Linked DNA regions of Manis pentadactyla: region 2 is linked to region 1. Evidence: chromatin contacts called from public Hi-C data. All regions are on one chromosome and are shown on one strand. The core of a region is the stretch at or near the end of the contact, and the rest is flanking DNA. Distances in the headings are between cores, read along the strand shown. Region 1 holds the start of CAPZA1 (capping actin protein of muscle Z-line subunit alpha 1). Region 2 holds the start of CTTNBP2NL (CTTNBP2 N-terminal like).

What was found. Hi-C and Micro-C count contacts between places; a contact is called where the count stands out from the background.
Region 2: a Hi-C map of skin fibroblasts shows a contact between it and region 1, with 5 times the contacts expected there. The contact joins the promoter of CTTNBP2NL here to the promoter of CAPZA1 in region 1. A contact is called at or near these places in 2 of 3 Hi-C or Micro-C datasets (fibroblasts and skin fibroblasts).

Annotation. Positions count from the first base shown.
Region 1 is chr4:97,705,753-97,712,376 of mManPen7.hap1, reverse strand. It overlaps CAPZA1 (capping actin protein of muscle Z-line subunit alpha 1), which reads left to right and starts at 3,121. Exons shown (of 9, transcript XM_057500537.1): 1 at 3,121-3,822. The coding sequence starts at 3,661. ST7L (suppression of tumorigenicity 7 like) reads right to left here. Exons shown (of 17, transcript XR_008997084.1): 1 at 3,849-6,624; 2 at 2,869-3,102; 3 at 1,046-1,128.
Region 2 is chr4:97,920,269-97,926,904 of mManPen7.hap1, reverse strand. CTTNBP2NL (CTTNBP2 N-terminal like) reads left to right here and starts at 4,868. Exons shown (of 5, transcript XM_036921533.2): 1 at 4,868-4,969. The coding sequence starts at 4,898.

The DNA.
Region 1 (6,624 bases), core at 1,872-4,371:
CAAACCTTCCACTACAAATGCCATTATTTCTACTACAGTTGAAGAGCACCACCTAGAGATGAGAAAAAAAGCACGAAAAAATTCATTGGCTGTGCATGCTATTATACTTTCTAAAAGTTTTATCTGCAGCAGTATTTTTCCAAAGTTTATACCAGGAAACACTAGTTTCTAGAGATGTTTATAATACAGATTATAAAATTTAAAACAGTTTTTAAATTAAAAATGAAAGCTTGGTCAAATAAGACAAGGAAAAAGCTGAATTAAAGTTACAAGGTTTCTTTATTGTTGGGTTTCTCCAAATCACAATGGCCAAAATGCACTAAGTGCTCACCCTGAGCTAGCAGCCATGTTGTTGCAAGCTTTTACACACGTTATTTCATTTACTACTCACAATCCTATGAAGGTGATACTATTGTTATCCCTATTTTACATGTGAGGAAATTGGGAGCTTAAAAATGTTAATTAACTTGCTCAAAGTCACCCAACTGAAGTGATGGTTAGCCTGGTTCTGAAACCGTTCTTGAACACTCCAGAGAAGGTAATTGGCAGCCCATTGGCTGAATCCAAGACACAGATAAATTTATAGTTTGCTCAATGGTGCCACCATTTTGAAGTATTGGGAGATTGTATATAAAAACTTGTATATCCAGTTTCTATACAAGTCCATATAGCAACAACTAGCTTTTAACCCCTTCTTGAAGGAGCATGTACTGTCCAGATTATCTAGTTCTCAAAGCAAATAAGGAATTTAATTCTTACACTGCCCATTTCACTCATTTCTGTTACTAAACCGGGCCTTGCAGGCATTAAGTTTGCAACCCATCCCCCAGCCCTCTGGCCCCCACCTCCTATAGTATACAATAGTCTTTTATACACAAATGATACTGCCAATTTCTAATAGTGGAAAGGAAGATGCAGTGTTTTTTCAAATGCTGAACATATCTTGAGAAGGCTGATCTAACAGTATTTATAATTATTTTAACCATATAAAGAGATTTGATCTTTAGATAAATACCAAAGCATGAAGGAAATGGAAACTACTTACAAATATTAGTCCTGATATCAAAGAAGATGTCCCTGTAAGTGCCACATAGAATTTGGGCGTCAAAGAATTTAAGAATACTGTTACTGTAAAAAGGGGGGAAAAAATTAAAGTTTAAAAATATGCAAATTCAAAGTACTCGTTACACATATGCAGGTGTCTTTATGAGTGGAGGAATGTTAGTATTAATATCTAGCATGAGATTCATTTGAGAAACCTGTAATTTTTTTAAAAGCTACTTTAAATTCCCATGTATACTTTAAAAATGCCTTCCCACATGAAAGGGTAGGGTTTTACACTATCGATTTGTTAAATAAGCAAATCAAAATGTGCTAATTTAGCTTGTTTTTGAGACTTTAAGAACTTATAAAAAAATCTAATTTAGATAAGAACTGCAAATCTACAAGGATAAACTAAACAAACATCATTATAAAAGGACGTTTAAGACCAGTCCCCTAATTATTTTGGTGAGATACAAAACAGCCTTCCATATTAGAGGGAAGAACACAGTATATATTTTTGGTATGTCAGCTAGAGAGGCAAAATAGCCCAAAGAGAGTAGCAAAACAGAGCTCCCTGCACCTGAACTCATTGAAAGCTTGGACCAGATTCTTCACTTCAAATAAATCTCTCTGAAACTGTGTTTCAGAAAGAAATACAAATCTTTAATAGTCAACTACTCTTAATTTAGAGATGTGCCTAGTTAACATTTACAAAAATGTATGATAAACTCAATGAACATTTCACTGAGTGTACTAGTAAGCACCTCATTCGCTCATTACAAAGACCTCTTTCAGTCTAGGAAGGCCAAATTTATTTAGCTTGTTGTAGTGTGTTACATCTAAATTTACATAGTACGTATGTTCTAAAATGCCCAAAATACTTCAGAACATTATCTCACAGTCTTTCCTGTCACCTCATCTAATGGAAAAAGGGACAGCTTTTTTGCTACAGAAAAATAAACCACGGTACTGAGAATCAGTGATCACCTAAAAGAAATACTTGCATCTCGTTCTGAGGTTGCTGTTCAGAGCTTGAGTAGAAATACTGTAATAACATGGTAAAACGCCCTGGCTTCCATACACTTTGTTCTGGCTACAGCTAAATGGTAGGATTCGCCAGAAGCCATGGGGATCATTACTTCTTACACATCGTTGTATCTTCAGCCCTTATTACATAGCAAGCTCTTTACAAACACTAAAGAACTAAGGGAAGAACCCACTGCCGCTTGTGGTTCTCTTTCTCTCTACTTCCTGTACTGTTCTTTTTTATTACCTAAGATAAAGCCTAAAACAAAGAACAGACAAAAATAACACGAAAACTATTTCTTGACAATAGTATTTTAAAACATGAAAACGGTTGGCTAAAATCATGGTAAGATTTTTGAATACTGAAGCACTCATTTTATTAACTGGGCGTGGATACTCTTAAGCTGAGCAGCGGCAGACTGAAAAGAGTGATTTTCAAGGGATCCTAACAATGGTAGGGGTGTATATTGAATTCTGCGTCCAAGTCTTAAAATACTTTGATCTGTTCTACCACCTGTGAGGCTCACAGCTTGCCAGGCGGCTTTTGCTCCCTAGACTAGGGAAGAACAGAGGGCGGATCCTAAAAGACGTTAGGGAGGAGCCGACAGCTGCAACTCAGGTTTGACAATCAGCTGCGGAGTTGCCGCCTAAGAGAAAAAGAATCCACTTGATCGCCCACCACCGACTCATTCTCTGAAGCCCTCCAGTGACTACTGAGAGTCTCTGTCCTTTGGTTCCTAGCTCCGGGCACTTCTCCTGGGCCCCCCACCCGTCCTCAGGGAGGTCTGGGCCTCTCACCCGCTGCCAAATTCTCACACAGCCTCAGCGGGACCCTCAGAGCGTAAAGCAGCCCCAGTCCCGCCACGAACCACAACGAGGCCCCAGTCCCCGCCAGCCCGGCTCGCAGCCGCTCCCTCCAGCCCAGCGGCGGGCTCAAGCCGGGAGCGGTCACTGGAGGAGATGCCGCAGCAGTCGCTGCTTCACTCAAGCCGTCGCCGTCCGCCATCTTGTCCTTCCCTTTGGCGCCGGGAGCTGGAAGGGAAGGGCAGGAAGCCGAGAGTCAGGAATCCTGGGATAGTGGCGGACTTGAAGTTGGCTTTGGTGAAGGCTGGGAATCGCGGGGGACGCGGACTGAGATTTGGAAGGTTGGAGGAGCGTCCTGGGACTGGGCCTACCTTCTCCTTGGAAGGGCGGGAAGAGGCGGACAGCGGCCCCTATTTTGGAGGACCCGGCCTGAGATGTGATCCCGGAGTGTTTTTTCTTCCCTACGAGTGAGGGTCACCTTTCACCCCTTTCCTGGGGTAGGAGAATCCACGACCATTCCACGGGCCGAGCAGCACTTAGCTCTTTGGACCCCGCTGCCATGGAGGTCACTGATACTGGGAAAACCTACAGGGGTCACAACTGCTTTTTGATGGGATGGAGCTCGGGCGCCAAGAACAGTCGAAACACGCCCCCCGCGTCCCATAGATGAACGTGGGAATGAATGTAACTCAGTGAGAAAGATACTAGACTTAAAATCATTTTAAGGCAAAGCCGAGCTCCTGGGGCGCGGGCGCTCAGAGCCCTCACCGCCTGCCCTTAACTGACATGGCGCCCTCACGGTCGGCATTTCCGGCGGGTCCTTCCGAGGGCCCCTGCGGTGATTCTATCACTCGGCTTCCTTCCCGGCCTGCCTCGCGCCCAGGCTGGGCTGGGCCAGAGCAGCCCAAGATGGCCGACTTCGAGGATCGGGTGTCGGATGAGGAGAAGGTAAGGGGTGCGCCTCTCTTTCTTACCTCTTCCTGCGGCAGGGAACAGGGACCCGATCGGCAGCGGGGGGAGCCCTTGCAATGTCCTCAGGAAAAAGAAGCTTCTTGACCGGTGGTGGCGTACTCTGCAGCTGGGACGTTTCCCTCTGGAGGGGCTTTCCTTTGCCTCACGGTGGCCCCAGTTCCCCATTCCTCAACTCTTCTTTTCCTCCTGGGCCTGAGGCACAGCCCAGTGGCCATCCTGCAAGAGAAGAGACTGCCTAACCGAAATCGTGATTGTGGACTCTCTTCTGCGGTTAAGAGCGGACGATGGTGATGTGGCGACATATCAAGAGGCAGTTCTTTTACCGCCTTTAGCTGTTGGGGCTTACCCCATCCCCCCATTTTTAGACATAGTTGAGGCTAATTTAGGGCGAGTCACTTCCTGATCCGTGTGGCCTCTTCACTTCCCTTTTACTCCTCCCTCCTCAGGAAGTGATTTTGTTGTCACGACTTCTCGACAGTCAGATGTTCCCATATGTTGTCCTCCTCTCACCTATCCACCTCGTTCCTTTCTACTGTCGACAGAATTTGCAGTAATACATGTTTAAACCTAAGGGCATTTGCTTAAGAATTTGATCATCACTCTTTCCTGTAGACACGTCTTGATTGTACGTGCGTATATTCGGTGACTCCGTCCCTTACGTCTTACATCTTCCTAAAGATCGTTTTAGAAAAATAGTTTTATATTTCTTGTTAACAAATCAAGAATAGCCAGCACGTTTTTTTTTATAACTATAGAAAGGTTTAGTATACCACAAAAACCTCTGTTAACACATTCATATATGGACAGAGCATCGTGCCTTCTTTGATGCTCCCTGAGGTCTCTTTGATTACAGTTGTTAGTGTATAATTTGTATAGTTATTTCTTAAAAAATGGCCTAAACACGAGAGCATATTCTACATTAGATGGAGTAATTTGTTTTCTAACAACTGCACACCTTAATAATGTGTCAGGCTTTTCAGTAAATATGTGATTTTTAGGGTCTTAGAATTTAGAATGGTTTCTCTAGAGATGACTCGTTTTAGGTCAAGAGTTATGTCTTTTATTTCCCACAGTAACTCTTAGAAATGTGCACCCTTTAGTGCTCTGTAAATGTTATCTGGGCTCTTTCTTTTTTTAATAAAAGAGATTGAGGCTGCGGAGGGAACTGTTGATGATCTGGGAGTCCTCCGTACACACAATAATTTGATACATGCATGGCATGCCGTTTTGAAATGCTCGAGAAGGTACAAAACACTCAACAAGCCATTGAACAACACTTTTAGCATTAGGTTTTCGCTTTCCTGAAAGTTCTCATAAATGTATAGGACTGGGGGGAAAGGCATCTTATGTGTATGAGCTTATGCTGGAGTGAAAACTATAATAAAATGTTCAATCGAAGGCAAATAGCTGTGACTCAGATTAAATTAGACTACAGTGAAAATCATGAATAACAAAACGTGTTAGTCCAACTGATGGCCCACTTGTTAAGAAAATATTGATAAAACAAAATTTCCCTAATTTAAAAAACTTTATTGTACTCAAGAGATTCTACAGTTATCAGTGATACATTTAGGAATGTTAGGTTTTTGTCTCTGTCGTTAGGTTAGAATGCTTTTTTTTTTTGCATTGCAAGTATTTAATAATTTTTTTTACAACATGCATAATTTCAGACTGGTGGTTAATTAGGAATTACTTCAATACTTGCAAACCCGTCTGCCTCAGGATTTAGTCATAATGCACGAATCTAAGTCAGTAAAATTAAAGAACAGCAACAGCTCATCTAATCCTTTATATTCCTTCGTGATCAGCAAGATGCATAAAAGAATGCCTTAAAGGGCTAAAATAGATTGATGAGTAAAACGTGAATTTCTTTCTAAAGCAACATTTCTAACGATATATTTAAACCAAAGGTCCCACTTTATAGAAGCAAAATTCTTAATTCAGGCTGCCTCTATTTTTAGCCATTTGCCACTAAGCTCCTTTAAAAATGTTATATTCCTCAACAGTGTTTTTTGCTTTTTTGTTTTTTTTACCATGTTTGGAGATGACGGAATACTTGAAGATGTCACGTGTATACAGCTGGCATTTTGCCTAAGATCAACTTGTTTTAAGATAATCTTTTGTTACATTTTTATTTACTAGGGAGTACTTGTAGCATTCAAGATTAAGTCTGGGTTATTTGTTTGATCAATAACTGAATGTACACTAGAGATGTATTTGAGAGCTGAAATTTTGGATAAATTTTCACCAGCATTATTTCTTTTAGCAAATTGAAAAATGTGGGCTTAATTTCAAATAATAAACACATTAGTAAATAGTAAGCCTCGTAAAAGAAAGATCATATTTTGTTCCTGTTCGAAAGACTAAAACGTTTGTTTGAAAGAATGGTAGCATGAACTTTCACTCAACTACTCGTTTAATGTGGAAAAAGAGACAAAATACGCTGAGGGAATAGAACTGCATAGTTAAACGCGACAGTTCCGGACATACTTGGAGACATCTCGGTTTTGACAATGACTTCTCCACGCCACCCAGGCTTTAATGCCTTGTTCACTGACAACCCTCTTTGCACAGGTGATGGCTTGAGTGATGTCATCTTTCAGCAAAGCGCTGCAGGGTATGTGACAGGCGTTAACTGATCTTGGGGTTTTGCCATCCTCACACCAGTAGCGGCTGTTGGTCTGAAATATCCCTTAATCAGTGCTTTTGCTTGGACGATTATAGTTTGTAGCCCGTGTGTTATAGTTACTTTCCCATTTCATCAAACACATCCCATTA
Region 2 (6,636 bases), core at 3,619-6,118, 210 kb before region 1:
TGAGGTTCTGTTAAGTGCCCATAGCTCTCCTCTTCCCTACTAAGTTTTTCTTGACACTCACTATTGCTTTCCCTTATTTTTAAATCAGTACAAACTCTACCCATAGCCTAGAAAGATTGCTGCTCAGCTCCAAGTATTCTATAAGTCAAATTTAAAAATATTTGTTGCATTCTCCATCTTTCTAACCCATTTAGTATGATGGAGAGATGACAGAGCATAGTAATTATAAAGGTGCACTTTGGGATCAGATCGGGATAGGTATTCTACGTTCATCACTTTTGAATTCTATGGCCATGGACATCTTTGTGCCTCACTTTCCTTACTGTAAAATAGGAATATTCACATCTATTTTCTAGGATTTTTTCAAGGGTAAATGAGATGTACTGTAAAGCAGTTTCATAGTGCCTGACGTATAGTAAAATCTTGAGAAACGCTTCTACGATACATAATTACCATATAATCATAGAACTGAAATGATCTTTAGGAATTATTAGTTCATCAATTTCATGACATTTACCAATGAAATTAAATGGAGTTAGGTGGGATAGTACTGAGACAGGGACAGTAGATGTAGTCAGAGTAGGGTGAGGGTCCCTGGAGGGGGCAGGGCGGGATATTTGCAGTCAGTGCAATGTAACTACATGCAAGGAAACCCCCCTGCTAAAACTCTATGTTAAACATTGAGCTCTAGAATCATTCTTCAGTAAAATCAGTTAATGTTCCCCAGATAAAGAGTAGCACATGCTTTATTATGCTAACCATTTATAATCATGTGTAAGGTTCTCTTTAGCATACTAAAAGGCCCAGGTCTATGTGGTGTCTTTCTCCTTCAGATCTGATGAAGTGATTTTGCAAACTGGGCAACTAATTTAGCAAGTAAGCCCAGGCATAAACAACACAGTAAAAGGCAGGAAGGATTCCACCTTAAAGATAAGATTGCACTTTATTACCCAAGAAGTTAAGACGTTAGAAATTCTTAACTTACTCTTTAGCAAACAATACCTCAGCCCACCTTGGGGGCTGAGCAGGTGGCCTTGTTTCATATGCCCCCCAGACCAAGATGCTGGTATCTCAGAAGTTGCTTGTGTTAAGTTAATTCTAAATATTCAGGGACCACTTAACAAGTCCACACCCCTAAGTTTTTTTTATGTTCTCGAAAAATCCTCAGCTGCCTATAAAACCCCCTAGACAACGCACCACTACAGACTCTCTTGTCCCCTCCTGGCATGAGCCAGGAGTTCTGTCTTTTTGCCGTATCTCTAAATAAAAGCCTGTACCTTGCTCTCCTACCTTGACTGTTTGTGAAGCTCATTCTTTGGCTCCGCAAACAAGAACCCCGGCATTAGTACTTTATGAAGTAGGTTTGCATATTAGTTTGAGTCGTTTCCCCCAAAATTTCAAGTCCACTTGGAACCTCAGAATGGTAATATGAACTTATTTGGAAATAGGGTTTTGGCCAAAAGAATGAATTAAGATGAGATTATACTAGATCAGAGTGAGCTCTACATCCAATATGATTGCTGTCTGTATAAGAAGAGGAGAGGACATACAGAGACACCAAGATCCAGAGGGAAGAAGGCCAAGGCAGAGAAGGGAGTGCTGCAGCTGCCAGCAGAGGGGCGCCACGGACTGCTGGTACCACCAAAGGCTGGGAGAGAGGCACAGACTGGGTCCTCCATCAGAACGCTCTTGCAGGAACCAGCATTGTCAACATCTTGATTTCAGACTTCTAGCCTCCAGCCTGAGAGGGAATAAATTTGTCTTAAGCCACCCAATTGAAGTAACAATCTGTCACAGCAACCCTAGGAAGCTGATAGGGCTTGTGACAGAGGAAGAGCACTTCTAGAACTCTGGATTTTTTTACTTCCAAATCCTGCCCAAACCAGCAATAAACGTTTATGAAACACCTACCTAGGAAGTTTATCTATTCTGGAGAAAAATTGACACAATGTATATAATCTTTGCCAGTTCTTACTGACACACAGTAGGCATCTAATAAATATTTACTGGAAAATTGATAAAATAATAGTTATAAAAATGGTATATTATGTTATACAAATTTAAGATACTACTATGAACCACTTTCTACCTCTGCATACACCTTTGTACCAGACTTTAAAATTATTTACCCATTTTGTATATTGAAGAATCACAACACTCCAGAACTCCTTCTCACCCTACAACCTGAAGGTCATGGAAAGGTTCCCTAGCCCTGCCTGCCTGTTCACTACGTCCAGGGGTGATGAAATAAATGGAAAGCAATCTGAATACCCTCAGGACTCTGAATCCCACAGGGCGGGTATGATCTCTTTCTTGCTGCATCCTCCCACACTCACTCAGGACAGGGCTGCAGGGAGCCCAGGGAGTCAGGGAGCTGTGAACTGCTCTACAGGAAGTAAACCACAGAGTACTGTACCTATCGGTCAGCCTGGGAGTAGAGTGGGTGGTGGTGGGTTAACAGCTACAAAGGGAAGCAGGGAGGAGCTGATTCACTGGGACAATGCTTAGAGTGACTCAGAAGCCAGCAGAAAATAGCCTGTTCTCCCACATCTGCCTCATTGTCAGGCAATGAGGTACTTCCTCATTGCAAACCCATAGGCAGGGCAAAAGGGAGGAGGAGGAAATGGGATTTTTCAAATTCAGGGACCTATTCAACACCTAGCACTCTGTTTTTAACCATTTCAGACGTTTTTGTTTCAAGTCAGTATTTATTGAGCACCTACTATGTATCTGGCCCTTCATCATGCCTTTCAGATTGTAAGTCTCCTGAACACAGGGAGTATATCTTTCTGAAGTTCTGAATTTCCTTCTTCATTACTTCAGGAGCATGTGGGCTGCTGTTGAGCACCTCAGTACAAGTCTTACTGTCCTTCACATATAGAGATGACCCTCTCAGACCTACAATCAATTGGGAGAGGCATGGAGCTTTTTTTTGGCTCAGATGCTGGTTTTGTAGTCAAACAGGCCCAATCCTTGGACCAGTTTTTGTGAGAGTCAGTGTGCAGTGAGCAGAATATGGCATAGGTTTAGAGCCCCACATCCTTGTTGGAAGTTCTTTCTTTTCTATTTACTAGCTTTATGAACTTGACCTCTTGAATTTCTGTCTTCTCATGGGCACAATGATGTCTGTCTTAGAGGTCAGGGTAGATTTATTATGTAGTAGTAAAGATTAAACATCATTATTTGAGAGTACCTGTCACAGTGATGACATGATAAAAACTGCTTTGCTGCCTTCAAACTTTCCTATGATTGCACAGACTGACCACATTCTCCACCAAATTGCAAACTCCATAAGGGCAGGGCCTTATCTGCCTTGAGGACTATGTCTGCCTGGGTGAATGCTATGCCCGCAACACTGTCTTGCTTAATAGTACTTGGTAAGATTAGGAATAACATATTAAAATTGTTACCTTAAAAGTAAAAGTTATTTTATTAGCAAAAATGGGGTTTTTTGAGGAATAGAGAATTGCAATTTGGGACGTGCAAGCTATGGCAAAACCACAGGCAAGTCCCACAAAGGAGAGGGAGGTTATTTTACGGAGAAAAAGGAGAAAGTTGGGAGGGGTTGTTTTTAAATAAAGTCCGTTGGTAAAAATCAGGAGTTCAGGGTACTAAGGGTTTCTCTTTGGCTGAGTTGCAGTGATAGTGGATTTCTTGTAGGAGATACGGTATACGTCTTTCCCTGTTGGGATGGTAATTGATGATTCTTTCCTGTTAATGCTTCTTCTGTTGGGCTCTGTAATTGACAATTCTTCCTGGAACTGAAGTGGAGTGGTAGAGCTCCTCCCCCTTCTAACCTATAGACTCTAATGACGTTTCCCTTTATTTTCCCATGACATACTATTTATGCATTATTTATATATTTAATTGCATTATAAATATGTTAAATTTTATTTTTAAACAATATGGTTATTATTATTTTAATCAGCTGAATCAATCTGTAACCTGGAGTGCTTCTGTGGAAAAGCAATCCAGAAACCTTAACCTCAGGTGGGGGATTCACCCTCTCTCTAAGTTATTTGGTCTCCGGTAGGGCTTGCTGCCACCAGCAAGCTGCGTACTCCTGTGTTCACAAGAAGGGACAGACATTCCTCACATCCTATACACTCTTTTGTTCCAGCTTCACTGCAAATGCCATTGCCCTACAGTATAATGGTGCCAAGGACACAATAAAGTCCCTTCATCTGGCAAATCTTGACACACAAATTTGCAATTATTCAATTTCTACCTGGAAGGCAGGTCTTTTATGGGTTTATGCTCTCTGGGGTGCAACCCGGCGTCCCTGCCCCACGGGCTCCAGAGCTATTATTCTATTTCAAATGTAATGTGAAAAGACAAGGAATTCTCCGGGTTTTTCACCTTTTCGCCCTTGTTTCTTAGCAACACCCACAAGCTCGTCCAAGAAAAAAAAGACAGCAGAGAACCCACGTTACCAGCTTTCAAACAACTAAAAATTCCAAAGCGCACTTCATATGTTAATATTCTGGTTGGAGTGAAATGTTAATGTGCCCAATCAACCAGAGTACCCAAAGCCGCCATTCCTAAGCTTCCTGGACCATGAAGGTAAGGCAGGAAGCACATGCCACTGTCCTGCCCAGAAACCACACAGAAGGTGGAAAAGTTGAAGAAGGCGGCGGCGAGGAGGGCGAGCCCACCCCAAGCCTGGGCCGGAGGATGGCGCTTCCTCCCGGAAGTGACGCAACTTCAAGCCCAGTTTGGCTCTCCCCAAACAAAAGGGATCTTGGGGCCCCGGGAGGAGCCTAAATGACATTGGAGAAGCCCCTCCTCCATCCGGTGCGGATTGGTGCCAGGGCTGGAGAGAGGAGGTGGCGATTGGGCCTGGCGAATGTCAGTGCTCCCGCCTGGAGGCTGGGGGCGGGGCCTCCGGGGGCTGTGGATGGGAGCGGGAGGCGGAGGCGGAGGCGGAGGCGGAGGCGGCGGGGAACGGAGCCCGGAGCGCCGGGAAAAGGTAGGATCCGCTAAGACCGGTCTTGGCGGTGGTGGGAGGCCGGGTTCTCGAGGAAAAAGCAAGGGTAGGACCACCGATGTCGTCCCACAACCGTTCCAGCTGCCGCTTGCGGCCATCCCCTGAGGGGGCGGGGCCGTCTCCTCCGCCTCCCGGTATTCCCAGAGGAGGTGGCTCCTCATCCTTCGAGGGTCCTTGCAGCTACTGTAGCCGGTCAATCCCACCTCCCCAGAAGGGGCTTCCTTCCCGGAACCCCTCATTTAAAGCCTCTCCCGCCACCGTCCAGCCCTCAGCTTTGGAGGAAGGCACACAGGTTCCCATTCTCTAGTCTGCCGCCCCCACCCCCATTTTGCTTCCCCGGAGGCCAGACATCCCTCCCTACACCTGTCCCTGCTCGGTAGGGTAGAACCAGAGATAGTTTCATCCGTAAGGTGAAAATCAGTGTTTTATAAAAAAGAGGTGGGCGAAGCAAAAATCAGAGACCCGGCATGGACTGCCAGCCCCACACACGAAGCGGCCCTTCCCCACTTCAGTTCTTCCCATCCCCCATTCTCTGATCTTCAGCCTTCCTCCTGAAGCCCCTCTGAGCCTATGTTCTCTTGTGGAGGAGTCGAGAGCTCACCGGTTTCGGGGCTTTTTTTAGGAGAAATAGTGACTCCCCATCCCCCCTTCCCCCTTTGTACCTTCCCTCCACTCTCGATTCCTTGAGGCAGAACCCAACTTCTAGGGGTTTTTTAAATTTCAGTTGCGTTTCATTTTTGCTTTCTACCCTATTTCTTTCCTGGGAACTTCATGAAAAACCATTCTTTTATATTTCAGTGAAGTGGGTGTGTTGGGTATCTGCAGAGTTAGCCTTGTGTGGGTAGGAATGCACTGTATATTGTTTGACTGGCAGTGAATAGCAGCATGCTTTCAAATGAAACAGTATAGATAAGTAAACAGAGCACTGGATTAGGAATGTACCAGTCTAGGGTGGGCTAGTCTGTTGCTCAGGGAGACTGCAGTTAACCTTGAAGGTATAGCTCTGTTGAAACAAAGGGCAGGAAGTGTTTGAAGAAAATTAAGGTTCAGTCATCTAGGTTTATGATTAATCTAGTTCTTTGGCCTTTGATTACTCTGTAGCCACCCCTTTTATGGTGGGTTTTTCCCTCCAGGGGAAATTGCTACATATATGATGTTGTTGATTAGTTCTACAAGATTAGTATCACCTACTAAAATTTAGGGGATGAAGAGTAAGAGCCAATTTTAAATCATAGAGATAAGGATAAATAAAAGCAAGGTTATAGGCCCAGCTAGTTACACATGTAAGTACCATGAAGCGTGTGGTTCCCTGCAGTGTGGTTAAAACATGTGTCAAGTTGGCCTTCATTTCAGCAGGTACAAAGTATTAATGATTTTGCCTAAAGTTAATGCCATTGAATCTCCACTTACATTAAAATCTGCCATATTTTTTAGGATTGTTTCTTTTGCTTTCAATCTGAAGTCCCTCTTAATTCTGTTGGCTATAGCCCAAGCTAATAGCAGTGACGTGGAAGGAGTTGGAATCACGGAGGGTGCTTATAATAGCTGTCTTTTATCTTCTTGATTAGACTTTCTGAAAGTAGACTTCTTGAACGTAATTACTTTTGAATAGTTAGGTTTGAAGTTTTCAGAGCCACTCTTAGTGCTCA